Linked DNA regions of Sus scrofa: all the other regions are linked to region 3. Evidence: chromatin contacts called from public Hi-C and promoter capture Hi-C data. All regions are on one chromosome and are shown on one strand. The core of a region is the stretch at or near the end of the contact, and the rest is flanking DNA. Distances in the headings are between cores, read along the strand shown. Region 1 overlaps JMJD1C (probable JmjC domain-containing histone demethylation protein 2C). Region 2 overlaps JMJD1C (probable JmjC domain-containing histone demethylation protein 2C). Region 3 holds the start of JMJD1C (probable JmjC domain-containing histone demethylation protein 2C). Region 4 has its middle 190 kb from the start of JMJD1C.

Evidence for each region. Promoter capture Hi-C pulls out the DNA fragments that hold promoters and counts their contacts. A called contact is a pair of places that touch in the nucleus more often than the background predicts.
Region 1: a contact with region 3 is called in a promoter capture Hi-C map of fetal liver, with 2.3 times the contacts expected there. The contact joins the enhancer-like site here to the promoter of JMJD1C in region 3. A contact is called at or near these places in 2 of 5 promoter capture datasets (fetal liver and liver), 4 of 47 Hi-C or Micro-C datasets (embryonic fibroblasts, fetal heart ventricle, heart right ventricle and 1 more) and 1 of 2 datasets of contacts at active chromatin or transcription factors (skeletal muscle).
Region 2: a contact with region 3 is called in a promoter capture Hi-C map of fetal liver, with 3 times the contacts expected there. The contact joins the enhancer-like site here to the promoter of JMJD1C in region 3. A contact is called at or near these places in 3 of 5 promoter capture datasets (fetal liver, fetal skeletal muscle and liver), 3 of 47 Hi-C or Micro-C datasets (epiblast stem cells, heart right ventricle and skeletal muscle) and 2 of 2 datasets of contacts at active chromatin or transcription factors (alveolar macrophages and skeletal muscle).
Region 4: a Hi-C map of subcutaneous adipose tissue shows a contact between it and region 3, with 2.3 times the contacts expected there. The contact joins the enhancer-like site here to the promoter of JMJD1C in region 3. A contact is called at or near these places in 1 of 5 promoter capture datasets (liver), 13 of 47 Hi-C or Micro-C datasets (brain, embryonic fibroblasts, fetal skeletal muscle and 7 more) and 2 of 2 datasets of contacts at active chromatin or transcription factors (alveolar macrophages and skeletal muscle).

The regions. Positions count from the first base shown.
Region 1 is chr14:66,831,441-66,837,698 of Sscrofa11.1, forward strand. All of the region lies in intron 1 of JMJD1C (probable JmjC domain-containing histone demethylation protein 2C), which reads right to left. Among named protein-coding and RNA genes, the nearest start is that of MIR1296, 15 kb to the left of the region's middle. Within about 2 kb of position 3,246, at least 2 of the 83 cell types and tissues checked have an H3K27ac peak or open chromatin away from gene starts, as enhancers often do. A contact at or near this core is called in fetal liver, where this site is marked.
Region 2 is chr14:66,721,626-66,728,381 of Sscrofa11.1, forward strand. JMJD1C (probable JmjC domain-containing histone demethylation protein 2C) reads right to left here. Exons shown (of 26, transcript XM_021073644.1): 3 at 3,066-3,179. Among named protein-coding and RNA genes, the nearest start is that of MIR1296, 95 kb to the right of the region's middle. Within about 2 kb of position 3,711, at least 35 of the 83 cell types and tissues checked have an H3K27ac peak or open chromatin away from gene starts, as enhancers often do. A contact at or near this core is called in alveolar macrophages, epiblast stem cells, fetal liver and 2 more, where this site is marked.
Region 3 is chr14:66,963,990-66,970,858 of Sscrofa11.1, forward strand. JMJD1C (probable JmjC domain-containing histone demethylation protein 2C) reads right to left here and starts at 2,922. Exons shown (of 26, transcript XM_021073644.1): 1 at 2,753-2,922. REEP3 (receptor expression-enhancing protein 3) reads left to right here and starts at 2,079. Exons shown (of 8, transcript XM_001925659.6): 1 at 2,079-2,596. The coding sequence starts at 2,565.
Region 4 is chr14:67,157,575-67,164,142 of Sscrofa11.1, forward strand. No RefSeq gene overlaps it. Among named protein-coding and RNA genes, the nearest start is that of JMJD1C, 190 kb to the left of the region's middle. Within about 2 kb of position 2,292, at least 49 of the 83 cell types and tissues checked have an H3K27ac peak or open chromatin away from gene starts, as enhancers often do. A contact at or near this core is called in fetal skeletal muscle, liver, mesenteric adipose tissue and 4 more, where this site is marked.

The DNA.
Region 1 (6,258 bases), core at 1,996-4,495, 130 kb before region 3:
CAGCTCACAGCTGTGGGTTGGATCCAGCATTGCTGTGGCTGTGATGTAGGTCAGCAGCTACAGCTCTAATTCAACCCCTAGTCTGGGAACCTCCATGTGCTGCAGGTGTGGCCATAAAAAAACAGGTAAGAAAAGAAAAAAAGAACTAAAAATTTGGAATTAAACTTGAGAAATATCCTGCCATAATCCAAGGTATAAACAACTTCAAACAACATAAACTGCTTTTGTTATCCTCTCTTTTTAATAGATATGATAAAATCCAACCTTTTAATTAATAAGTATTATACTCTCTGTAGTTATATTAAATTTGCTATGGTGAACTAAAATCATAAGGACAAGTCTATAAACAAATCTAATACATATTCACAGCAAAACAATGTAGTACTAGAATGACAATCAAAGCAAATAAAATTAAAATATACATTATGACATATAAATCTAGGTTCTGAAAATTTTAAAACGGTCTGGGGATGAGAGAGGTAATGTTTCATCTCCTAAGGGTGCATTGAAAGCTCTACCACAGATAACCAGTATTATTAGTAATGATAATAAAGGCAACACCAGTAACAACAAGAAAAACCGCACAAGTAACACTTGAATAGCGCCTACTGTGTGCCAGGTACATATATTAAGCCACTTCATCATTAATATACCCAGTAAGTAGGCACTATTATGAACAACTTTTTCAAAAGTTTAAACTGAGATACAGAGAAATCTGATGCCAAAGGCCAAGCAGCAAATAATGGAGTCAATGAAAACAATAAAATAGCTTATAAGAGGTCTAATAGTCATAGAGCAGGATAGTCCCCTACAAGCTGATACACAGAGCTTGTAATTAATCGCTGAACAGAAAGTATGTCTAGGTAGCTAACTCCTTTGCAGCATAAAGGTAGATGACCAAACACTAAAAATGGCCTTAAGATTTTCCACATTGAGTCCCCACATTAGATCCTAGGGAACAAAATAAGAAAAAGAGTCAAAGATAGCAAATAATAAAAGAGACCAATCTAGCTTTCAATGGCTATATTGCTTATTCCTCTTCTCTATAAGTTACTTACCTAATAATCTTATTTTTATAAGACTATTTAGTGAACAAGATGCATCAAGAATTGTAAACTATTTGAAGATGCTTAGGTTTTAATTACCTTCTTTACATTTAACGAAAAAGAATTACATCCCTATCAAGTAATCTAAATTCTTTATTATAAAATTGAGTATCTTCTGGATAAATTATGCATAGTATTTAATATCAATTATGAGGATGATGATTTCTGAGTCTGCTTGTAATGCTTTAACAAAATACCATACAGAACAGAAATTTATTTTCTCACAGTTACAGAGGCTGGAAGACTGATTAGAGCAGGTCAATTTATGGTGAGAACTCTCCCCTTGGTTACACAAGCCGCCTTCTCAATATGTACTGACATGATCACAAAGATAGAAAAAGCTCTCTGGTCTCTTCTTATTAAAGCACTAAACCAATAATGGGTGTCTCAGCCTCATGACTTCACCTAAACCAAATTATCTCCCAAACACCCCATCTCTATTACTTTATAGTGGTTGTTAGAACACATGAATTTAAGGGGTCACAAACACTGGGTCCATAACATTACTAATGACAGCAGCAGCTGAAATTTGAGAGCTTACACACTATTGGTTGGGTAAGGTTTTATGAAAGAGAAAAATAAACCTTAGAGAAGTTATGCAACTTACAGCTTTTAGACAATTATTTAAATGATACACAACTGAAAATGGCTAAATTTAGAAGTTCTCTGATTTTTTTGGTAGCACCAGTGAAAACACTAAAAAATGCTGAATGGCTAAAAAGGAGTAAAACCATCAGTTAAGTTCTTTTTTAGCATAAGAATGCATTATAGAGGGTACAGTAATTTCTACACAATACAAAAGATGAGGAAGAGAAAGAAGGAGCTTTACCAAACAAGGAGGAAAAAGCCTTCTAGGAACAAAGATTCTGAGAATGCTTTTTTTTTTTTTTTTTTTTTTTTTTTACTTTTTAGGGATGTACCAGCAGCACACGGAGGTTCCCAGGCTAGGGGTCAAATTAGAGCTATAGCTGCTGGCCTACGCCACAGCCACAGCAATGCGGGATCCGAGCACTGTCTTTGACCTACACCACAGCTCACAGGAATGCCAGATCCCTAACTCACTGACAGAGGCCAGGGATCGAACCCGCAACTTCAGAGGTCCTAGTTGGATTCATTTCTGCTGCGCCACAACGGTAACTCCTGCGAATGCTTTTAAAGCATGGGAACAAATTAACATAGAGGACTCTTCTATGGGTTAAGAGAAAAGTGATTCCTGGGAGTACTTCCCAAAACTGAAGGCTATAACTAAAGAGTTTAAAAAAGAGAAGGACAGCAGCTTAAAGAAAAACCCAAGTTAAATGCAAAGTCCTAAATATTACAAATGCTTGTTAATAAATCCTCAAAATAATTTAGAAAAAGATTCAAATTCTGGTTTTGTTCTTTTGAAACACGATCAGAAATGGTATTAAATAAGTTTTAGGAGTTCCCGTCGTGGCACAGTGGTTAACGAATCCGACTAGGAACCATGAAGTTGTGGGTTCGATCCCTGCCCTTGCTCAGTGGGTTAACGATCCGGCATTGCCGTGGGCTGTGTTGTAGGTTGCAGATGCGGCTCGGATCCCGCGTTGCTTTGGCTCTGGCATAGGCCGGTGGCTACAGATCTGATTCGACCCCTAGCCTGGGAATCTCCATATGCCGCAGGAGTGGCCCAAGAAATAGCAAAAAAAAAAAAAAAAAAGACCAAAAAAAAAAAAAAGTAAGTTTTAATCAAAAAGAGGACAAGTGCAAAAGCTCCCATAATAAATCATTCCAATCTAGGAGTACTTTTTAAAAGACTGAAAATCTTCCAATATGAAAATCAATCATCGTCTAAGTGTATATTAGGTTATGATTTTTTTCCTTAGCAACTGATCACTAGCCTCTTAAATTTAGTCCTAAAGCTCCACAGTTTTGAAAATTTGTGCTGGCAGTTTACTTTCAATCACCTAACTGGCAATCAATTCTCAAAACTTTTCTGCTTCCATTACTACTACCAACTCCAAATCCAATGACTCCTTTCACCTTTCTATTCCAACTACAAGATACTTTGTTCCTTCCTGAAATTTCATAAAAAAACTGGGTCTTTCCTCTCATGTCTATAACAGACACTATGCTATGTTTTTGTCTATAGCCATGTGGTCTTTCATTAACTGAGCCAGAAGATAGTGGAAATAGGCAGTTAATCCATTAAGTAGCTGAGGCAACTCAAAATCATCAGATATTCTTTACACATTTGGTTTTCCAGATAAGTAACTTCTCAAAGAGTTAGCCAGAGGTAAAATATATTTCTGTGACACTTGGAATAAAAAAATTAGGTATTTCTATTCCTTATTTTCACACTACTAAAAATTACTTCTGCTTTAACTTTAATTTTTTTATTGTTATTTCCCTCCATTTACCTTCCGAAATAGACTTTTAAGAAGTTACCATAGAAAAAAAGACTTGTGTAATAATGTAATATAGTATATATATACTACACATATGATAACAATGTCGAGAACATTCTTTCTTTATACACTTCATAAAGAACTCAGTATTGGGGGACTAGTAACAGATTCATAAACCTAAAATATGCTTTTGTTGCTCAACTGAACTGCTCATGTGTATGTTAATAAAATAATTAATTGGGATAAAGAAACACGATACTTACTTTACCAATGAAGAAAGCTAAGTAATAGAAGAACCTATTTTTTAACGAGGAAACAAATATATTTGTGCAAAAAAGTACTGAGTTCTAAATATATTATTTTTATGTAGGGAAATACTATTGCTCTATTGCTGTTTATCTGAAATACAACAGAACTAAAAAAAGTGCCAAAAGGCTTCTAATGAGCCAAGAAAGATGTTACAAATTCCATTCATTAAAAACAAATGCATTTTACCCAAAGGCAAATTCTCTCATCTTGGGTCAGAGCTTATTACACTAGTATACAGATAGTAATAATAAACCACATTATATAGTTTCCAAATCTAAAGCAGATTATAAAAGCAAAACAGGGAGAGAGCCTCTGAAGATATGCTTCCACAGCATTCTAAGAATGATAAAGTTTCATAAAGACGTAATAAAATCTTTTACCACAGGACTCAAAATTGGTCAGAAAATATTATCACTGTATTATAATTCAATATTGAATGGGTACTTGTTTAATGAAAAAATACACACAGAATATTATTTAAAAAAAAAAACCTCGATCATACACTTTCATAGCAAGATATACTTTGTATTTGCCTCGTTGAACACAAATGAAATAGATCTGAGAATATTTAATGTTTGTCCCTCCTAGCACTAAAATAGCACTTGTAATAATGAGTGATACAGAAAGTCTAAATTTATATCCAGAATAGTTTCAGATAAATTTATTTCTAAAATTATAGTTGATTTACAATGTCTATATATGTATATATAGTTGATTAACAATGTCTACATGTGTATACATACACACACTATTCTCATACATGAGCAAAAAACACATGCACACACATTTATAAATATAAATGTATATACACACACGTTTCTCATGTATACATGAGAAAAAGCAAACTTTTCTCATACATATTTTCTCATACATACGTGTGTGTATACACACACACATATTTTTTCAATCATGTTCTATCACAAGTGATTGAATACAGTTCTCTTCTCTATATACAGCAGGACCTCATTGATTACCTGTTCTTTTTTTTTTTTTTTTTTTTTTTTTTTGCTATTTCTTGGGCCGGATTCGTTAACCACTGCGCCACGACGGGAACTCCTACCTGTTCTAAATATAATAATTTGCATCTACTATCAACTACTAACTACTATCTACTACTCTTAGACTGTCCCCTCTCCCCGCTTGGCAACCACAAGTCTGTTCTCCATGTCTGTGAGTCTGTTTCTGTTCTGTAGATAGGTTCATTTGTGCCACATTTTAGACTCCACATATAAGTGATACTATATAGTATTTACCTTTCTCTTTCTTACTTCACTTAGTATGAGAATCTCTAATTCTATCCATGTTGCTGCAAATGGCATTATTTTATTCTTTTTTATGGCTGAGTAGTATTCCATTGTGTATCATTAACACATTTTCTTAACCTATTTGTCTGTCAATGGATAGTTAAGTTGTTTCCATGAATAGGCTATTGTGAATAGTGCTCCTATGAAGTAAGAGTCCACGTATCTTTTTGAATTGAAGTTTTGTCTGGATATATGCCCAGGATTGGATCACATGGCAATTCTATTTTTGTTTTTCTGAGGAACGTACATACTGTTTTACTCAAAATGGCTTAAAGATTTAGACATAAGACAAGAGATCATAAAACTCCTAGAAAAGAACATAGGCAAAACATTCTCTGACATAAATCACACAAATGTTTTCTTAGGTCAGTCTCCCAAGGCAATAGAAAAAAAAAAAATCAACAAATGGGACCTAATCACACTTACAGATTTTGGACCGCAAAAGAAACCATTAAAAAAACGAAAAGGCAACCTACAGAATGGGAGAAAATAGATGCAAACAATGCAACCAACAAGGCTTTAATCTCCAAAGTATATAACTCATACAACTCAACAGCAAAGAAACAAACAGCCCAATCAAAAAATGGGCAGAAGACCTAATAAATAGACATTTTTCCAAAGAAGACATACAGATGGCCAGCAGCCACAAGAAAAATATGCTCAACTTCACTAATTATTACAGAAATGCAAATCAAAACTACAATGAGGTAGGTACCACCTCACACTGGTCAGAACAGCCATCATTAGTAGTAAGTCTACAAATAACACTGTTGGTGGGAATGAATGTAAATTGGTACAACCACTATGGAAAACAGTTGGGAGGTTCCTCAGAAAACTAAATGTAGGAGTTCTAATCAGGGCTCAGTGGAAATCAATCTGACTGACTAGAACCCATGAGGATAGAGGTTCAATCCCTGGCCTCACTCAGTGGGTTAAGGATCTGGAGTTGCCGTGAGCTGTGGTGTAGGTCGCAGATGTGGCTCGGATCCCTTGTTGCTGTGGCTGTGGCATAGGCTGGCAGATGTAGCTCCAATCTGACCCCTAGCCTGGGAATTTCCATATGCCACGGGTATGGCCCTAAAAAACAAACCAAAAAAAAAAAAAAAAAAACCTAAATACAGAACTACCATATGATCCAGCAATCTCACTCCTGGGCATATATTCAGACAAAAC
Region 2 (6,756 bases), core at 2,461-4,960, 240 kb before region 3:
TTGTTGTACTGATTGACCAACTACATGTCACTTAAAAAAATGACCAAATCAACTAACTTTTAATACATGCCATTTCATATTCAATAGAATGAAGTCATTCAAAGAGATAAGTGTAGGATTCAAACCAGTGACCTAAAAAGTGAAAGGATCTGTATTAATTCTGAGTCATTTGTTTCCTAATCTCTTAGCATATGTTATTCTGATATATTAAAAAATAGGGCTGTACAACTATAAAATTAAACTAAAGGGAGCTTACTACTATAGAATAAAATGCTGAGAACTCAAGGAGAAAGACAGTGAATGGGAATTCCCACTATAAAATGATTTAATCAGATTCACAGTGTAGCATCATTTTATGCAATTTTTAAATTCAAACTTATGTGTCCTCATCACTCTATACACAAAGGTTATTTCCAGAGAAGACTCCTCCTCATCCCACTTAAGAAGTCTACAAAGGATAAATAACACCCAGATTCAGAAGAAAGTGCTTCATGAAATTTAAGAAATGAGAAAAAATACAGAGACCATTTAAAAAACTTGTTCTGGAGTTCCCGTCGTGGCACAGTGGTTAACGAATCCGACTAGGAACCATGAGGTTGTGGGTTCGATCCCTGCCCTTGCTCATTTGGTTGGGGATCCGGCATTGCTGTGAGCTGTGGTGTAGGTCACAGACGTGGCTCGGATTCCGCGTCGCTGTGGCTCTGGCGTAGGCTGGTGGATTCAGCTCCAATTCGACCCCTAGCCTGGGAACCTCCATATGCCGCAGGAGCGGCCCAAGAAATAGCAAAAAGACAAAAATAAAAAAATAAAAAAAATAATAAAAAACTTGTTCCATTTCCCTCAAACTCCTTTTGACTTACTTAAGGTTACCCTAAGGTTAAGATATGTCAAAGCACTATTTACAAAAGTCTATGCCAGGAACAGCTGCCATGTTTAACATGCCAAGGAATTTAATGTACCATTTGGACAACTGGTTAGAGAAGGGCATTCTGGGATAAAGCCACTCTAATTATATGAAGTCTAAAATCATTTCTTTTACCTAGAATATGTGTATATTTGACAAATTCAAATAAATAAATTTGAAAACCTAGACTGAGCCATCTTTGGTCTCTGGAGTAAGTTTTCATTCAAAATATTACAGTAGGTACCTAATTTACATACTGGGGAAAATATTTTTACATTTTTAACCTAAATTTTTTAATACTGAACATAAAAATTAAGATACATAAAAAAACTACTAAATACCATTACTTCAGAAACTTCTAAGAAACTCTAGAATTAAGGTATGCTGGATCCTAAGCCAAGCGTTCTTAGTGTAATTCCTTCTGATTTCCTAGATCTAAAAATTTACATTATTTTGTGAAACACGAATGGTTAAAAATTCAAATAAATCACATCACCTCAGGAAAATATAGCATCCTTCTAGGCATGAGGTCAACTTACCTACACTAACAGGGAAAATATAAAGAGCTAACAAAGACAATCATACAAATGATCAAATCCAATTAAGACTTCAGCTCTTTAGCTCTTGTGCATTTACTTTTCAACAAATAATAAAATTATCAGAATCTAAAACAGTTTAAAAATGTGTGGGAAAAAAACCTTTTAAAATGTTAGTGCATTCTTTCAATCATTATAATTTTAATAAACATGCTATAGAGTTTTAGGCCACCTGGAAGAAGAGTTTATTTTTAAAAGTAATTTCTACATAATGATTTCAGTTCTCAAAATCAAATCCAAGCTCTGTAACTTCAATCAGAGAATTAAAATACTCATTTGGAAGATCCTCTGATTTTTTTACCTAGACTCATCTAGTTTAATTCCCACTAAAAGATGGTCAGAAAGGAAATTATAGTTAGGCCTACAACAAGCTAAATGGCATCACAACTAAAACCAAAACAAAATAAAATTGAGGGGAGAGCTCTATTACTTCCAATATTAAACCGGAATTTAATATTGTAATCTAAGAGCAAAAACTGACAGCACAAAAATGAGGCCATTTAATGAACTATGAAAAGTAATGTGAAAAGACAAAAGCATTATCTATATGATTTCAAAATAGGAAATAACATTTAACTGAGGGAACTATCGTCTCTTTTTGGTAGATTTAATAAAAGAGGCACAAAACTACTAATTTCCTAAGTATTATAACTTCACACACAACAAACCACTGCTCATTAATAACTCAAGCTCTTGTTCTTTCCATGGAAATCATGCCGCTACATTTTATTTTTGAAAAACAGTAGCTATTCTGAAATGAAACAGGAATACTGACTTCCAGCTGCATTAAAAAAAAGTGGAACTAGTTCCCTCAACACAATTATTACAATATCATAAATATTTAAGTAAAAAGGAACCTATAAAATGTATTGATTTAATTCAATCTAAAATCCAAATATACAAAGAAAACAAACTTATGTGCATTTTTACTCCTACCCTGAAAAAACTAACAGAACTTAACTAGAGATTTAAAAAAAAAAATTTGGCTTACTACTTTTGATGAGTTTCTCCATATGATTTAAATCTAAAAACCTACCAGGAAAATGTTTTTCCAATTAAGTGTACTTGTATTTAAGGTGTAACAACTGGAATCTAAAATTCAGAAACCGAACAATTCAATAAATGACAATTAAAGGAGAATTTCCACTTAGAAAACGAATTACTATTATGCTAAACTGATATGTATGTGTATAGTAAACACTAATCTCATTTAATTACATTAATTGACCCAATTCTTAATCTTTAGAGCTGGAGACAAAGATAATTTATACTACTATCTAACCAGTTATTTTCTAACAATGAACTTTATTTAGAATGGCAGGGGCTTTTATTTGCTCACTTGTGCATTCTCACCGACAGGATGGTGCCTGGTTCATAGTAAGGTCTCAGTGTATATTTATTGATCAGATAAATGAATCATTTATCCTATAATTAAAATTTACCAAATGTATTGGATTCCTTATATACCTTGATGGTTAGCTAGAACTGAATATTCAAAAGAGTATCTGAGTATCAGTGAAGTTTAATAAATCATTAATTTTTAAAAGCAACTTAAACTTTCTTACCTGGTAGGGCTGGAAGGCACTATCTTCAGTTAAAAAATCCAGTTGTTTATCTACAAGGAATTCTACCGCGGTGATTGTACTGGGTACACTTTTTTCAACCAGAGGTTTGAAAGTCTGTTAAGATAAAAAAAAATTCTAATGGTTACTTCTCTGGGTTTCATTCTCAAAATGTGAAGGCGTGTATATATATAAATACAATGTATTACAGTCATTATCATAATGGCTTTAGGACACCAATTAATTCTAGTTTTCATATTATAATCTAAAGTGATGCTTTTATCCATACAATATTTCCCATTTATTGAAAAGTAACGATGTAATTTTAAAGGATGGTATGAAAAAATTCTAGGGTATTAATAGGCCTCAATTTATTTTTTTTAAATATACATTTGCATAAAAACTTATGCTAATTAAAACAGAAATTGTTTCTAAATAAGTAAACTGAGTAAGAGAGCACATTACTCCAATTCTTTAAAAAAATTATAAGTATTATTCTTTACAAAAGAGTAGTTATGATTTATCTGTACCGCTTTTTTTCCTAGCTCATTCACATCAAGAAGGATTTTAAATGATCAGGATGCATCTGGTCTTCTAACTCCACCCCATGTACTACTCACCCCCGCCCCTGCACTGGCCCCAAGCACAAATAAAAATCCAGCTGCTTCAGTAAGAGCAGTATGGGGGAAGGGTGCAGGAAAAGGAGGGAAGAGGTATTACACAAAAACCACCTTTCAGTAAAGTTTCACCAGATCTTCACCACTAAAAAATAAAACAAAGTAAAACTGGGGCTGGGGGGGACAGAACATAGAGGGAGGATCCAATACATGGTCATTCGATTATTTTAAAGATGACACAACTTTTACATAAAGGAATTTACTCATATCTTGGGGTGGGGGGCGGGAGTGAGGGAGGCAAGAAAGGAAGAGGAAGGAGGAAGAAGCAAGAGGAAGAGGATATGTATGCATATATGACTACCGCACTCACTTTTGAAGGAGAAACAGCATGAATAAAAACCAGGTGTATTACACCCACAGTGCTATTTTATAACTTAAAAATGTAAACAATATTCTACTAAGTTAAAAACACATAGTGGCTTAACTATAAAAGAATCTAAGTTTGAAAATGAAATAAACAAGCAACTCAGTTTCTAAATTACCTATATCACACAGGGAAATCTTTCTTGCTACAAGCAACTTATGTGACCATTTGGATGCAAACCAAAGCTTTCAGCACAGACAGTAAAAACCCCCAGGAGATCCAAAGCCACTGTATTTCTCGTTCTCTTATTTATGTCTTAAAGAAATCTAACATCTTGCTAATCACAACTAATAAACACTCTTGGGAAAAACTTTTCAAGATCTTTAGTCAGAGTTGCTCCTAAGGAGTTAATTTCTCTAAGAAATTATTTTTAAAGCTTTCACTTCGATTGAGGAGTCACTGAGGAGTGTTTTGAAAAAGATAAAAAACACAGGAGAATAAATAAGCATTTTAAACAGGCCTTATTTCTACACGATCCACACTATGAACTTACATATATCCTTCTATGATACGTGTAACATAAAAAATCTTTCTTACGTCTCCATATATTTTCATTATTTACAATTAGAAAATCTAATCACAATAAGATCCTCCCTCCCGTGTCCTAGTGCTAACTTTTTAAGTACAACATATGTATCAAAAGTATTTTTATTTGAGCAAGAAATTATATTTTCAAAACAGACATTTCCTGATTATTTAGCTATCTCTAGCTACTGTTCCCATGTAAGAATAAATTCCTTGAATTATCATTTCATAAAATGCTATTCCATTTTACCTAACAAGTGACTATAGTCTGTAAGAAATCCAAGAGCATTTATTTCATTTAGACTTTAAAAAGTCTACCAGTATGTGTTAGGTGAAATATGTAACATTTTCATATTATATCTTTGTTTAGTTTTTAGTAAACGAAAGAACACTGGAAACACCTCTCAAGAGAAATTTTAATCCTTGAACTTATCAAATGCTCCACTTCTTTTTATACAGTACCAAGTAAGGTCAACTTGTGAAGGTTAACAAAAAGGTCCACAAAAGGTATTATCTAAGCACTAAAGATACAATTCAATTAAGTAGAATTTGAAAAAAAAAGTAAACCTCTCCAGTCTGAAAGCCTCTTTCTTACGCAAATAATACAGGTGGTTTGCATTTCCTATGAGACCTAGTCATTTTATAATATGAAAAACATTCTTGTGAAGAGAATCTCTCAGAACACTGCTTTTTAAGGTAGGTCAGAGTTCTCAGGGTAAATTTCAACAGGCCAATTTATCATAATTTAAATGACCGAGTTAGGGGAAAAAAAGAGGTTTCGTTTCTAAGCTAAAGTAAAAAGAAATTCTCATTTTAAGATATCTAATTGAAAGTCATTGGTTGAATTTAGCTATCAGAAATGTTAAAAAACTATAAACTACATAATGGTCTATTTCAGATACATGAATACTTATAATCAATCATGTACAAATGGAGGTCAAAACTGTACCATGCTTCTTAAATAGCAAAGAGAGCCACGACTTGTAAATTTTAAAATGTGCAATTATATTTAAAACACAAATATGTCCCCACCGAGTACTGATAAACTTTGAGTACTTGATAAAGAAATGTTTCAATATATATTAAAATAAAAAACCCTAAATATATGTGACTTATTACTTTATGGAAAAAATAAAGATGACAACATTTAAAACTAAAAGTTAAAATACATTCTGATTCTTTAAACTGGCAAATCAATGATGTGACCATTATTAATTTTTGTATCCAAGTCAAATACATTTCAAAGACATTATTAGCTTAAAAATAAAAAAGATATTTAAATAAAAGCAAATGGATTCCACAGCTTTTATGATGAATCTGTAGTAAATATTTCATGGGTCTAGGTGCACTGGAATGTAAAGAAACTAGAACTCATGCATAGCTAAGTAATTCAAGACTAAAGATACACCATTCTATGAGGAACTTCCACAGCCTAAGGGGAAGCTATGAGCTACCATCTGATGAAAGTCACAGCAGAATATGGCCTTAATCACAAAAAGACTATTATTCCAATGCTGAAAAAAAGCCTCTCAAAATCCAGATTAAAATTACTAATTAAAAATTGAATATTCATAGATGGAACAAAACACTTTCTTAATTTTATTAATGGATTGAGTTCTTTCACGGCCCTTTCTGTTAACTGTACTTTATAAATAGTATAAAGCCAAAATAAATACTTAGTTGAGGGCCTGCATTTCTAGTAGGCCTACCACGCTATAGGAAGAATGCTTAGAACAACTGTATCCTGTTTGGGGCTCCATGCTGCACCACATTCCATTCACATGAGGAAGAGGCGAACAGATGAGCCCTCCTCGAAAAAACATTTTTTAAATAAATCAGCTACAGTTCTCAAACAAAACTCAGCTGCTCAAACAAACCATGTTAAAGCTCACCATTTAACATTTAACTGAAAATTCACAGAGTTTATGTCTGCAGTGTGAGTTTCTAACAACCTTCGGTTAACATTTAACAATTCCTTTTCCAAGTTAAAAAAAATCAGGCTCATTAACTACAAAAATCTGATACAAATCTCACTAAAGAAAAATACTAAAGCAGAAAACTAGGATACATTTCAGAAGTCAAGGTTTAGTCTAAAAAGAATAAAAAAAAAAAAAAAACAAAAAAAAAC
Region 3 (6,869 bases), core at 1,672-4,171:
GGAGGCTGAACTATAAGCATACAAAACGAAATTTAACGCACAGCAGCCTGTGGACATTTCAGAGAGAAGTCAGCAGTCATATATATCTTAACAACCCCTGAAAGCATTAGTGTATTGCAAGACAGTGAAATAAAATTAATATTCAGAATGATGACCCCCAAAATAGGAAGGCAAGAAAAACATCTTTAAGAGACTTCCACTGCACACGGCTAAAATTTTACAAAGTTTCTACACTTGAGAGTGACTGTATCTAAAAAACATGTTTCACACTTTTACTGGGCAATTAACCTATTCTAGATACGAGGAAAACACAAAGATTACTAATATGCCATTCCTGTACTTAAACATTTTACCATTCAGGAGATTAGACATAGGTAAAACATAACCATAATACAAAGCAGAATGACACAGGCTTTAAAAAGAAATTCAGGGAGTTCCTGCCATGGCTTAATGGAAATGAACCTAGCTAGAATCCATGAGAACACAGATTCAATCCCTGGCCTCGCTCAGTGGGTTAAGGATCTGGTGTTGCTGTGAGCTGTGGTGTAGGTTCCTTGTGGCTCAGATACTGCGTTGCTGTGGCTGATGGTGTAGGCCACAGACTACAGCTCCGACCGGACCCCTACCCTTGGAACCTCCATATGCCACGGGTGCTGTCCTAAAAAGATAAAAATAAAATAAAATAAAATAAAAAGAAATTCAAGGAGTAAATTATGGGGGCCTAGAGAAAATGATGAATAACTATGAAAGCAAGGACATCTTTATGGCACAGGACAGTGAAAAACAAGGATTCTGAGAGGTAGAAAATGGGACGCAAACCATTAAAGAAAAAATTAATTCCAGGCAAAGGAACTGAGCATGAAAACACAGCTTGGTTCAGAGAAGAGAGGTAGGAAAAGGGTACATTAGGGGTTGAGAAGGAGGTAAAAATTAGGCTGGAAAAACATTTTGGGACTTGTTCACGGAAGGATCTGAATACCCTTCAAATAACTTTTGGGTTTATTGGGCAAGAGAACTTTCCTGAAAACTGGTGCTGATGTGACACTTTTGATTTCCAAATAATGTTGAATAAGGTCCAAAAATAAGATTCTGAATAAATGCAAATTTTCATTAACAAGATCCCTGAAATTAAAATACATTCTTAATATGAGTAAATAAGCAAAAAGAGCCTACCCCAAGAGTAGAAAGCACTTTTGAGTTCATTCCTTAAGTAATAAAAATATTACCAAATGTATTAAACCTGGGACCTTAAAATAATTCAGGGTAATCTTTTATGTGTTCCTGATTTTCTCCCAAGCATGTCACAGAACTTTCCTAACAGTGCTTCATGTCCCTGGAAGGCAAGAGGTAGGTTGCAGTATTATCAGCCTCTTTTTACTATGGGGAAACTGAGAAACAAAAATAATAAATTACAATATGGTCACAAAATAAGCTATTACATTTTCCAGAACTTTTAATTAAAGAGTTGAAACTCACATTTCATACTTTTTTCTTCTTACCATATGAATACTAGAATTATCTTTTACTATAGTCTTAAAAGAAAAAAAAAAAAACTTAAGATCGTCTTCTCAATTTGGTACTACCACCAAAAAATTGAGTTTAAATTCCATCTCTTCAAATTATGACACCTCCAAGAACTGTTAGGTGTAAGCAGTAATTCAACCTACCAAAAAATAGGTGTAAATCGCAGAACAGGTCAGGAATTCTAGGCCCAAATTTTACTTTGTCTATCTGGCAGATCAGAGGAGTATCTGTAAAACAGGCTTTGCAGATGCTGTAATGGAAAGGTGCCCTAAGAGGCCCAGAACAGCGATACCAGTACACCTACTACTGCAAACTTGAAATCCAATGCTTGCTCCTTCTACCCCTGCCTGCATTACACCACGCACCAGAAGACTCCTGGTACACACAGAAGCCTGTGCACAGAGCCTCTAGATGTTTGCCTTAAAAAGCGGTACTTCGAGGATGCCCCAGGCCTAGGACAACAGTAAGAACACCGGATATAGCGAAACATCTCAAAATCGCTCCTCTCCAGAACCTAGGGCCTGGTCCAGAGGATTCTACTGGACAGAGTTCCTGCCACTATTTTGTTTTTCACTCAGGCACTGACAATCCCCTTCCTCAGCCTCCCACCACCTCCCCTCTCCTCTACGCCAGGTAGGCGTCCCAGGGATACTAAAAGCAGGAAGTGGGAGGTGAGAGTGCAGGGATCCCGGCCACGAGGCCTTCGGGTGCGGCTAGGGGTCCCGCCAGCTCAACCCCCGGAGCCCGGCCGCCCAGACCGGGCCTCGGCCAACGCGCCGCGGCCGCCGCCTATCAGCGGAGCGCAGGGGCGGGGCCCGCTGGCTCGGCGACGGCTCCTCCGGCAGGCGGGGACGGGCGGGGGATCGACCGCCGCGCAGCTCCGGCCGCCGCGCGCAGACACCGGGCCCGGCTCCCGAGGGCGCCAGCGCGGCCCCGGGGAGCGCGAGGAGCCGGCGAGCGCGCGGCCTACCGTTGACGGCCTGGTCCGTCACGCTCGGCGCCCACCCACCCTCCCCGGTGGGGTCCAAGCCCCTGGGAAGATGGTGTCCTGGATGATCTCCAGAGCCGTGGTGTAAGTTCCGCTCACGGCGCCCCTCACCTCTCCGCGAGGCCCGGGGTGGGGGTGGGGTGGGACAGGGGCCAGGAGAAGGGAAAGCCCGGGTCTGGGCAGGGTGGGCTGGCCCGACCTCGGGCCTGCCCGGGAACTGGGCGCCCTCAACCTCCTCACCCTAGTCCACGTCGCTGCGGGGCTCCCTGCGTCGGACGAGGGCCCGGCGGCTGCTGCGCGGCCCAACTGCGTGCGGCTTGTCGGCCCTGCTCCCGCGGCGCTGGGTGGGCAGGCGCGCAGGGCAGGCGGCGCGCGCTCCCTGCTCCCGCTCCCCGCGCTGCGCGGCACCGCCCTGCGGGCCCGGGAGCGGCGCGCCTCGCGGCGGCGCCCTGCGCAGGCTCCGCAGAAGCTGAGCGCGGGAGGCTCTGGGATCCTGCTGAGGATGCCGTGGCAGCGCGGATCCTTTGTATCCTGCGGCTGGTGCGGTGCGGGGTTCTCTGGGCGGCTGATTGCCATTCGGTCACGTGTGGTAGGAGGAGAGATTTGTCTAAAACCCCTCGACCGCTCCCATTTCAGATCCCTGGAAGGGTCCTAGTTGACCCAAGATTTACAGCTTATCGAGAAAGGAGCTCGTTACTGAATGATGGCACCCGCCTGCTCGCCCAGATCCCAGAATTTGGCCCTGTCTTGGAGGAAATATTTGTAAAGGGATTGAGAGGCTGCAGGTGCCTGTTGCCTTTGTTCAAATTATCAGTTCATTGTGCTCTTACCAAGTGCTGCAGGCCCATAAGGAAAAAAATTAGTTGAGTTGTGGTGTTTACTCTAAAGGTACCAGTTGGCCTACAGTTTAAACTGGTTTCCTCCCATTCTTCCCAGCTTAACCCCCTTCTCAAAAACAAAAGTCACTAAGTCAACAGTGACGTAGTTACAGCCAGGGACTTGTGGGTTCATTATTCATGATCTCTGTAGGAGTAATATAATCTCGGTACTTTTATGAAATGTTTTTATGAGGTGGCAGGCTTCTCTGATTAGCTTTGTAATGTGGGGGAAAAAAAGTTACCAGATTTTTTGTTTTGTTTTGTTTCTCAGTGGGGAGGAGCTAATTTTTCTGTTTGTTTGGTTTTATTTTGTTTGAGAGTGAATCAATTGCTTAGTAGTCCTGCTCACCCTGATTTATGATAGCATTCAAAATGTGTCATTTGATTGTATTAATGCAGTTTGTTCTTCTTTGGTACAGTTTCTAGTTTTAAATCTCCAGAACGTCCTGTGTTCATTTGTATAAAACTGAAGATCAAGAAATAAAAGCATACCACAGATGTTTTCAGATTTTGATTTATTTATTTTTGCCTTTTGGGGCCTTTGAATATTAATTTTCATAATACAGGAATACCTTTCCTGGCCTACTAGATGTCTATCAGTTCTTACTTCTGTGCCTGGAAAATCAAGTGTCCTATTAAGAGGCTGTACTATTTTTTTTTTTTTAATTCTCTGTTTTGTTTTTTTTTTAATCCAGTTCTTTAATTTATAGTTAGAAAAGATTGTGAAGCACTTTTAATTTGCATTACTCAAAATCAGATTTTTGGTTTTGATCACCGGCTATGAGTATTAATGTCTTTTCTAGATGCTCTCTGTAAACACAAAGTTTAATAACACATAATTGATCTTCACGGAACTGACAGTTCAAATACACTGCTATCTGCAGAACAGGTCAAGTGTTCTAAGAGTTACACTCAGTGCTATAGTGTTTAGGCAAGGAAGGGATTCTATCTGGTTGGAGAATCAGAAAAAGCAAGATTACATTTGAGATGGGCCTTAAAGGACAGACCGAATTTAGACAAGCCAAAGATGCAAAAGGAGACGATTCCAGATAAAGGGATCACTTCGAGCCAAAGCACAGAGGAGGGAAAGCCCAGATTAGTTACTGAAGACTTGAGGGACTGGGGAGAGAGGAAGCGGGAAAGGTAGGCTTGGCCTGCTTTCAGGGAATTTCAGGAAGAAGTGATATTATTAGGCAGCAGTGACTTTGCTTTGGTAGACTCTCTCCTTTGTGTGAGATGTTTGTAAATGGAGACTCTGAAGACTGGAGCAGTAAAAGGGCTCCCTAACTAGGAAAAGGGGGTTCAAGCCTGCAGTGCTACCATCTACAGAGTTGAAAACAAAGGAAAGGGAACAAAATAAGGAGAAAAGTTCATAGAAATGTATTTATCAAGTGTCAGGAAATCTATTTTACAAGCCATTGAGCTATTAGCATATGAGAAAACACACAAGTCAGGGAATTATATTTTGCCCCTCTGCTTCTTAGTTTCTCTTTCTCTAATCACTGAATTTTTTTCTACTCTCTTGATCATACATGAGAACATAAAGGATCAACCCCAGGGTCTACACAAACTTGGAAACCTTTTTAACACCAGCAGATAAAACTTGCTTAAATTCTTTCTTATCCCCTGGAGCAACCAAGCTAGTCAGCCTGAAGAAAGATCAGACAGTTCTCTCAACATGAACCTCTTTGGCATGTGTATAGAACACAAGGACCCTCTTTAACCAGAGCTCCCTGTGTACACAAGCACTTTCTCCCCAGACCTTGTGGCAGACTATTTCCGGGAAGAGCATTGGCTTGGAAATCAGACCAGGATGCCAGTTAATAGCTGCATGGCCCTGGGCCACATACTAAATACAAGCATCTTTGTCCTTGTCTTTTTTTTTTTTTCTTTCTTTCTTTCTTTTTTGTCTTTTTAGGGCCGCACCACAGCATATGAAAGGGTCAAATCAGAGATGCAGCTGCTGACCTACACCACAGCCATAGCAACACCAAATCCAAGCTGAGTCTGCGACCTACACCATAGCTCATGGCAAAGTCAGATCCTTATCCCACTGCACCAGGCCAGGGATCAAACCCGCATCCTCATGGATACTAGTAGGGCTCATTACCACTGAGCCACGACATGGAACTCCTAGTCATTATCGTTGGAAACCTGGAGTTTAGAACTGGCTTTGGTTGTATTAACCAGCTGAATGACCTTGAGTCAACCTCTTACTGATTACAGACCTGTTTCTTTCTCTACAGAGATAAAGGTATCTGGTAATCTCCAAACTCTTTTATATAGCTATAGCATTCTGTGATGCTCTGAGAAGATTTTTCACTATTTCCAGTCTTAAAATCAACTCACTTTAACTTGACAGGCAAGATTGAAAGGTTAGTTTGCAATTATAAAGGATAGTAATCCAAGATTCCCAAATGTATTATATGTGATAAAATATGTAATACCCATAACTTACCTTTTAAAACATGATTCTTAGAGGTTGAGGGGAATCCCATTTTTCCAGATTTTGTTAATTTGTGTATACAACATAGCATGTGGTTAAGATTGGGACTTAAAACAGATGGCTGGATTCCGTGGTGCAGTTAACGAATCCGACTAGAACATGAGGTTGCGGTTCGTCCTGCCTTGCTCAGTGGTTAAGGTCCGGCGCATGAGCTGTGGTGTAGGTCGCAGACGTGGCTCGATCCCCCTGTGGGTCTGGTGTAGCCGTGGCTACAGCTCCAATTCAACCCTAGCCTGGAACTCCATATGCGGGAGCGGCCAAGAATAGCAAAAAAAAAAAAAAAAAAAACAGATGGCCTGAATTCAGGTATTAGCTCTGCCATTTAGTATTGGCTATAGCCTACGCCATGGGATTAAATGTGTTCATATAATGTCCATTGTCCAACATCAGGTAAAGTTAAGTATTCAGTAAGTGTTAGTAGTTATCAGAACAGGTAAGAACATAGTCCCCTATAGTCCAGCAGATTGGATGTTTAAACTATTTCCAATTTACATTTTTCTGTCTGTGTAGGTAACAGTTGTAATTAAGAGTATAGTTTTTAAAGTTTTTTACACTGTTATTTATTATTATATGGTAAACGTCTTCTGGATTGCTCTGAAATCTTATATCTTCTATTTGATCAGGCCAGTATTCATAATTTTCATAGCCATTCTTCTGGTTTTTTTTGTTTGTTTTTAGTTTTTCTTTTAGAACACTTCTAATATTTCATTATCATAGTTAATGCTATAATGTGATTATATTACTCATTTATATATACTTTTAAGTGCTTCGTTAGGGTAAATATCCAAGAGGAGTATTTCTGAGTCAAAGGCTATGAATATTTTTTTGACCATTGATAGCAGTTACTAAATTGCTATCCAAAATGATTTACTTGCTACCAACAACGTATGAATACTGTCTTTATCACAGTATAGCCAGATTGGGAGGGTTTAATTTTTTTGTACTTTCCTAATGAATATAATAGACCTCATTG
Region 4 (6,568 bases), core at 1,042-3,541, 190 kb after region 3:
TCTTGCCATCGGATGAATGTCTGAGACCTGACTATGACTGACAGCCTTCCTACAACTGTTAGAGACTCAGCTTTAGAATGAAGCTAGCACTAGTGAAGGCAGAGCAGAGACAGAAATAGGCCACTGATAACACATGGAGACATTTGGTTAACTCAGTGTTCACCCCAACAATGATGTGAACCAAAAATTCTCTTCAACTTTAAAGCCAACTTCAGTTGGATTTTCTGTTACAACTTAAAAAATCTTAACTGATAATGAGGAAATGTTCTACACTACTCTATTCAATTTTGGAGCAATGTGGGTGCCTTCATGGCTCACCATGGTCAGAAAGCAGCAAGGTCAGAAAGCATTTCATAACACCCTATGGTGTGGATTTAGAAAGAGGCTTTACTGAAGAAACTTAGGAAGTGTCTGCAGGAAGAGCAGAAGTCTGCAATCTCAGTGTCTTATCTGTCTACTGGAATATGGAAAGTTTATGTTTTAGGCAAAGGATCCTACTTTCAGGTGTTTTCCAGATATAGAAAGTTAGGGACCAACTTATCAGCTGGGGTACACACAGATTCTGGGGCATGAGGCCATAAGAGTTAGGTGTTAGACATTTTCTTGAGCTGTCCAGGAAAGCAAGTTTTTCAGCCCTCGAGATGTGAGTCCTGCAGGGAGGACTGCAGCTTAACTGACTGGGATGGGGAAGTAGCTACCATAACTATAAATTTGGGGTAGCCCATGCCACTGGGAGAAGGGAAAGGCTCTCCTTGGCCTGTCCAGGCTACCTAAAGGGACCTCCCAGAGTCATTTCCAGACAATTCTGCTTATCACATACTCTAACCTTGACTCCTGACCTAGCCAGTCATTTAAGATCCTTCACATGCTTCACCACTCCTTTCGGAATAAAGTCCAAGGAGTTTTTTTTTTTTTTTCCCAAGACAATCACCATCAGGCCTAACCTAACTTTTTAGTCTTTCTTGGGTCATCTCTACCTTAGATTATGAACTGCAACTGTACCAGACAACCTCCTGTGCTCCAAACATTTCCTGTATCATCACCTCTCAGTGCCGGGAAGACTTCTGCACTGTGCCTCTTCCTGGAATGCATCTTGCTGAGCACTCTGCCCACTAAATTTCCTCATGATCAAAGCCTGCTCATCCTTTGAGTTTTAGCTCAACGGCGACTCTCTCTGGGAAACATTCCCAGCTCTTTAATCCCCATACCCAGCATAATTAATCATCACTGCCTTTGAGTTCCCATAGCACTCAGTTCACACTGCAGCTTAACACCTTGTTAAGCAACATAGCAGTGGCCTCCCCTAGATTATGAGTTTCCTGAGCATTGAGAGCTTGTCTTATTGGTCTTAATGGCTTAAGCCCTACTGGGCTGCTCTCCATAGGACTGATCCTGCTGGCCCCACTGTGGGATCCTGCCCTTTATTCTCATTAGGGAGCTGCCTAAAGGCCAAAGTTTATTGAGAAGTTGTACAAGCCTTTCCCTGGTGATAAGAGAATCTAAAGATGGACTAGGTGCAGCCTTTTGAAATGCTGGAATTTGTGACCAAGCTGGAGAGGCCAAACATGTTTGGTGGGGGACAAGATTAGGAAGAGATCAAACTTAATCTTTTGGAAAAAGTTCCTAGATGGTCAGTGGGACTGGTTGCCTCGGAGAAGAGCCACCGAGCCACTGATACAGAAAATGATCTAGCATATAAAAGGAACAGTATAACGCTTTAAAAAAAAAAAAAAAAAGATTTGCCTTTTTTGACCTTTTCTCAATATAATTGCTGTTAACTTTATTATTAAAGCTGAATGCCCAAGGTATCAGGAAGCACTCCTAAAAATGGCTGCGAATGCTGCCATTCATGGATTTGCCCCCACCATTTGGATATAGTGGTAGAGGATTTCTATTTCCACAGTCATGGTGCCTTGGTTGTTCTAGTTAGAGTACTAATGATGGGCACTTAAATTAGACCATACAGAGTTATGGAAAATCGCCAGCACTTTCATTTTTATCAGGTCAACAAACTTTAGGGGTTTGTAGCTATTCACCTTGACCTCTATGGGTTTTTAGAACAACAATATAATGTCCAGAATGATAAGAACAAGCAGATGATGTGGCTTTTCTGAACATTTATTCAGTCACCTCAGAACACGCCTAAGGTAGGCTGCTGCCAAAGTACACAGGCCACTGGGTGTGAGCCTGCCGGGAGCAGAGACTGGGAGTCTAATAGAGCTGCTGGCACAGTGACAGTCTGCAGGCCCAGTCTGGCCTGCACGGCAGCTGCACAGGCTCCTGGGACCAGAGCCAGCTGGTGGCTCATGGCATTGGTTTCTGGGTCCTGGCTCCACCCCAAGACCAGCCCAAGCTCCTTAGCCCTGAGCTGGCAGCGGCTTTGTTCTGACTCCAAGTTGAAGTTCAGCCCCCTAAGCCAGAAGATGAAGGCAGGCCCTTGCACCCTAATCTATGCCCTCCTCCCAGCCTGACATACAGTCTGCTCCAGGCAGGCCTTAGGGCCAGAGGGAAGGGCTGGTCCTCCAGGTTTAAACTTGGTTAGCTTAAGAACTTTTCTTATTTTTATTTTTTTGCTTTTTAGGCCCACACCCATGGTGGTTCCCAGGCTAGGCGTCTAATTGGAGCTACAGCTGCCAGCCTACACCACAGCCACAGCAACTGGGATCCGAGCCACGTCTGTGACCTACACCACAGCTCAAGGCAATGTCGGATCCTTAACCCACTGAGTGAGGCCAGGGATGGAACCCGCAACCCCTTAGTTCTTAGTCGGATTTGTTTCTGCTGTGCCACGAAGGGAACTCCTAGCGTAAGAATTTTTATAGTGGTGTTGCCCTCTCTGGGAGTCAGGGGTACACATCTGTGTTGCCACCTGTGCACTGGGCCCCAAGTGGGTATAGAGATCACAAAGGATAGAGCAAAAACTTGGCAGGAGATTCCCCTGACCCTGACCAATCCAGGAACATCCAGAAGGCAACTCAAAAACTAGATTTCATAACTGGCCTTATTTTCATAAGAAGTGTCACCCCAGATCAGGGTCTCCTAAAGACAGAATGGGAACAGGAATAGCACAACATTCTCAAAATAAGATGGATTTCAATCTCTATTAGCATGTTTCACAAACGCTCCAAATAAAAACATCCATGCTCTTAGTCTTCTGCCAAGTGTGTCTAAAGCATCTTTAGAACGTTTTGATATCATTAGTGACTGGAATGGGCAATCTAAGTAAAAGCAGAGTGCTTGCTATGCAAATAGGCTGCCTCATCCCCGAGCCATCCAAAGCTCCTCCCCTTCCGTGTGGAACTCTGAAATACAGAGTCTTTACTTGCATGTTCTCCCCTCGTGTTTCAGGCTAACTCTCCCAGATTGTGAGATACACAATAAAGGAGGGGAAATTATTTTCAGTGCTTCCCTTTTACGAACTCTTTTTTTGGAAACCACAACCTCAGATCCCAGCAGAGGTTCCTGGGGGCTTTAAGAACATCAATCAGTTACGCAGCTGGAGGCCAAGGCTTTCCTCAGGGAAGACTTTTTACATAAAACAGATTGTACTTTGTCCTTGCCAGGGCAGACAAAGGTTTAAATTAAATATGCAGCAAGCTGCAGTTGGCTGTTTGCCACAGCCTAGGGGAGAGGGAAGGGAGATCTTGTCCCTACTCTACTACCTTTTCTCTGTACAGTAGCTACTTCTTTTTCCTGATTTTTTTTTTCCCCCTAGTAGAAGAAACCTGGAGTTAAGTGACCTGGTCTCTGGGCTGGGCTTTTCTGCAAGTTCACTGTACCATATGATGTGAGTTCTTTAGCCTTCTGGGAACTCAGTTTCCTCTTCCTACAATGAAGAGTTTGAGAGGATTTGGAATGGTTTTTTCCATATTTAACCTCCTAAGTTATTTCCAAATTATCAACAGATACCCCAAGCCTTACCTATGAGTAATGTGTTCTCACTGGTCCTGGGGTGACTGGTGTCAACTTAAAAAAAAAACCCAGCACAACCTAAAACTTGAGAATTAAGTTTGATTTGGGGCAAAATGAGCACTATAGCATGGGCGGCAGCGTTTCAGAGAGCTCTGAAATACCACTTCCAAGAGTTAGGGGGCAATGTCAGTATATATGTGATTTTGGTGAAGCATACATTTACAGAAGGTTGCTGCTAGTCACAAGGAGCCAATGTCAACGTGAAGAATTTTAGCGCTTTTCTAGATATGAGGAGATGCAAGAATTGGGCTTATAAAATCTTCTGAAAATATCTAAGTATCTTTAGTCCTGTTCTGCTAGTTTCCCCAGAGCATAGAATGCCTCCACCCTGAGATCCTTTCAGGGGGTGTTGAGGGTCAGCAGCTGTAGTGGCTCATGATTCAATCCATGTAGAGGCAAGTGCCAGTCTCCAATTCACACTGGGGTGACCAAGTTCATTTTTCCTCAGACCCAGGGACCAGAAACGCCATGTTATGAGAGAAAGAAGCCCCATAAAACTTGATAAATAGCAACTGAATCTGTGTCTCAGTTTTCGGTGCAATTGAGACTGACTGGGGTTGTTATGAATTGGAGAGAAAAAGCCCTCAAAAATGAGGTAGCTTCTACCTAACTCACTTCAAACCAATTACTGCCACTTTGGAATGTGAGCCACTGGGGCAGCCAGTTCTTTATTTTAATGTGAAAGCTCTAAACTTTTAAATATTGGCAACTAATTAAAAAAAAAATCCTTGCAAGTTTCACAAAAATAGACAAATAGGAACATGGACTAAATTCAATTTGAAGAGGGTCAGTTTGCCAGGTTCATGGACTTTAAGAAGAATTTTTGTCCTCTCTATCTCACAGAGCTGTTCAGAGAATCTGCGTATTTAAATGTGCATTGTAAGCTGCCAAAAAGTGCTATAGAATGGTAGAACCTTAATAGGTTGTTCAATCACATTTTTCAATATAGAAAAGTTCCACTGAAGAGTAAGTTTCAGGAAAACAACTTTACCTACATTCAGGTTCCCAATGAATTCTTGGCCTGGGAGCTAATGGTTCTTTTTTCCTTTTTTCTTTCTTGGTTAAAAATACTTTTTATTATCTACCTCCATGTTAAAAAAATTGATTTCATGTATTCTACTCTGGAGGAAGCATACTAAAATGGAGTGTGTATTTAAACTCCAGAATTGTACGCTGCATTCTGTAATAATGGTAGCCTTTTAATGTTATTAGTATATTTAATGAACATATTATTTTAGCAGATAATTGAATGTTAAGATTTGTATAGGGTAATATGCATTTTAGTCAATTTTTCTGCCATTTGGATACATGTATTCTATAATACTATAATAATTGCAACAATAAGTCTGCTAAAGACAGTAAATGAGAGTTTTGTTCTTTTCATACTGAAGTATCAGGCATAGCCTTTTTTCTTGAGAGAGAAAGAATCAAATGAAAATGGGATTTAATCCTTTAAACATTCATTTTAGTGGCTAGATTACCTCTTTTCCTATTTTAACTGTATAAGAAATGCAAATTTTGATTTCAAGAATGTATATAAATACATTGCAACTGGTCTAAATTTATTCAGCTGTTATGCAAGTAATATTTGTTTAGGTAATTTATTGGGAAACAAGATAAAATCATTTCTTGAAATGCCATGATATTACCAGGAAAATAACTGAACTGGTACCTTGATAAAAGGCATTTCCTTTTTCATGGATAGTTAATAATTCTCTTTTCAGATTTTTTCCTTGAATTTAGTAACCTATAACATAAATACTTCATTTTTTCCCTCTTCTAGAATTTGTCTCATTTTCTTCCTTGTATTTAAATTTTAAACTTTTTGTTTAATATATGGTAGGATTTGATCCATTAATTTATAGTTTCTGACATAATTTAAAAATATTTTAGAAATTATCACATTGTAAATCAACTATACTTCAATAAAACAATATATATATATATATATATATATATATATATACATACACACACACACACACACTTTTAAGCTTTCACTTTTCGTATAAATTGAAGGACATAAATAAACAGGATTTCTCTATAAGCAGGGCAATATGTGAAATATTTACCAAATGAGATGGCATGGCCACAATCAGAATGGACTCTGTCATAGTCAGGATAAATACCAGCTGTAAATAACTGTTCCAGACTTACTGGTTCTTTTTAACAACAAGTTGCAACTGTGTAATTATTATCACTAGAATAATTATAGTATGGGAAGCACCGTAACATTTGGTTGCTGTGTTAGTCTGGATAACTAACCACTGGCTGCCATAACAGACCAACTCTGAAGTCTCAGGGGCTTTACACAACAAAAAATGTCTTTCCTACACACACAAAATGATGGAGTCAGCAGGGTTTTTTTTTCACTCAGAGGCCCCTCCATCCCTCCATCTTGCTGTCCCTGGATCTCACTCTCCCTGACCTAGAAATGATACCTGACATTTCTGCTCTCACTTTTCACTGGCCAGAACTAGACACAATCTAACTGTAAGAAAGAGTAGAAAATGCAGGGGGGAACATCAATTGTCTTGTGAGTCTGCAGCCCAAGTACTTACGGCGATTTCTATCTCACATCACACGTTTATTTAAC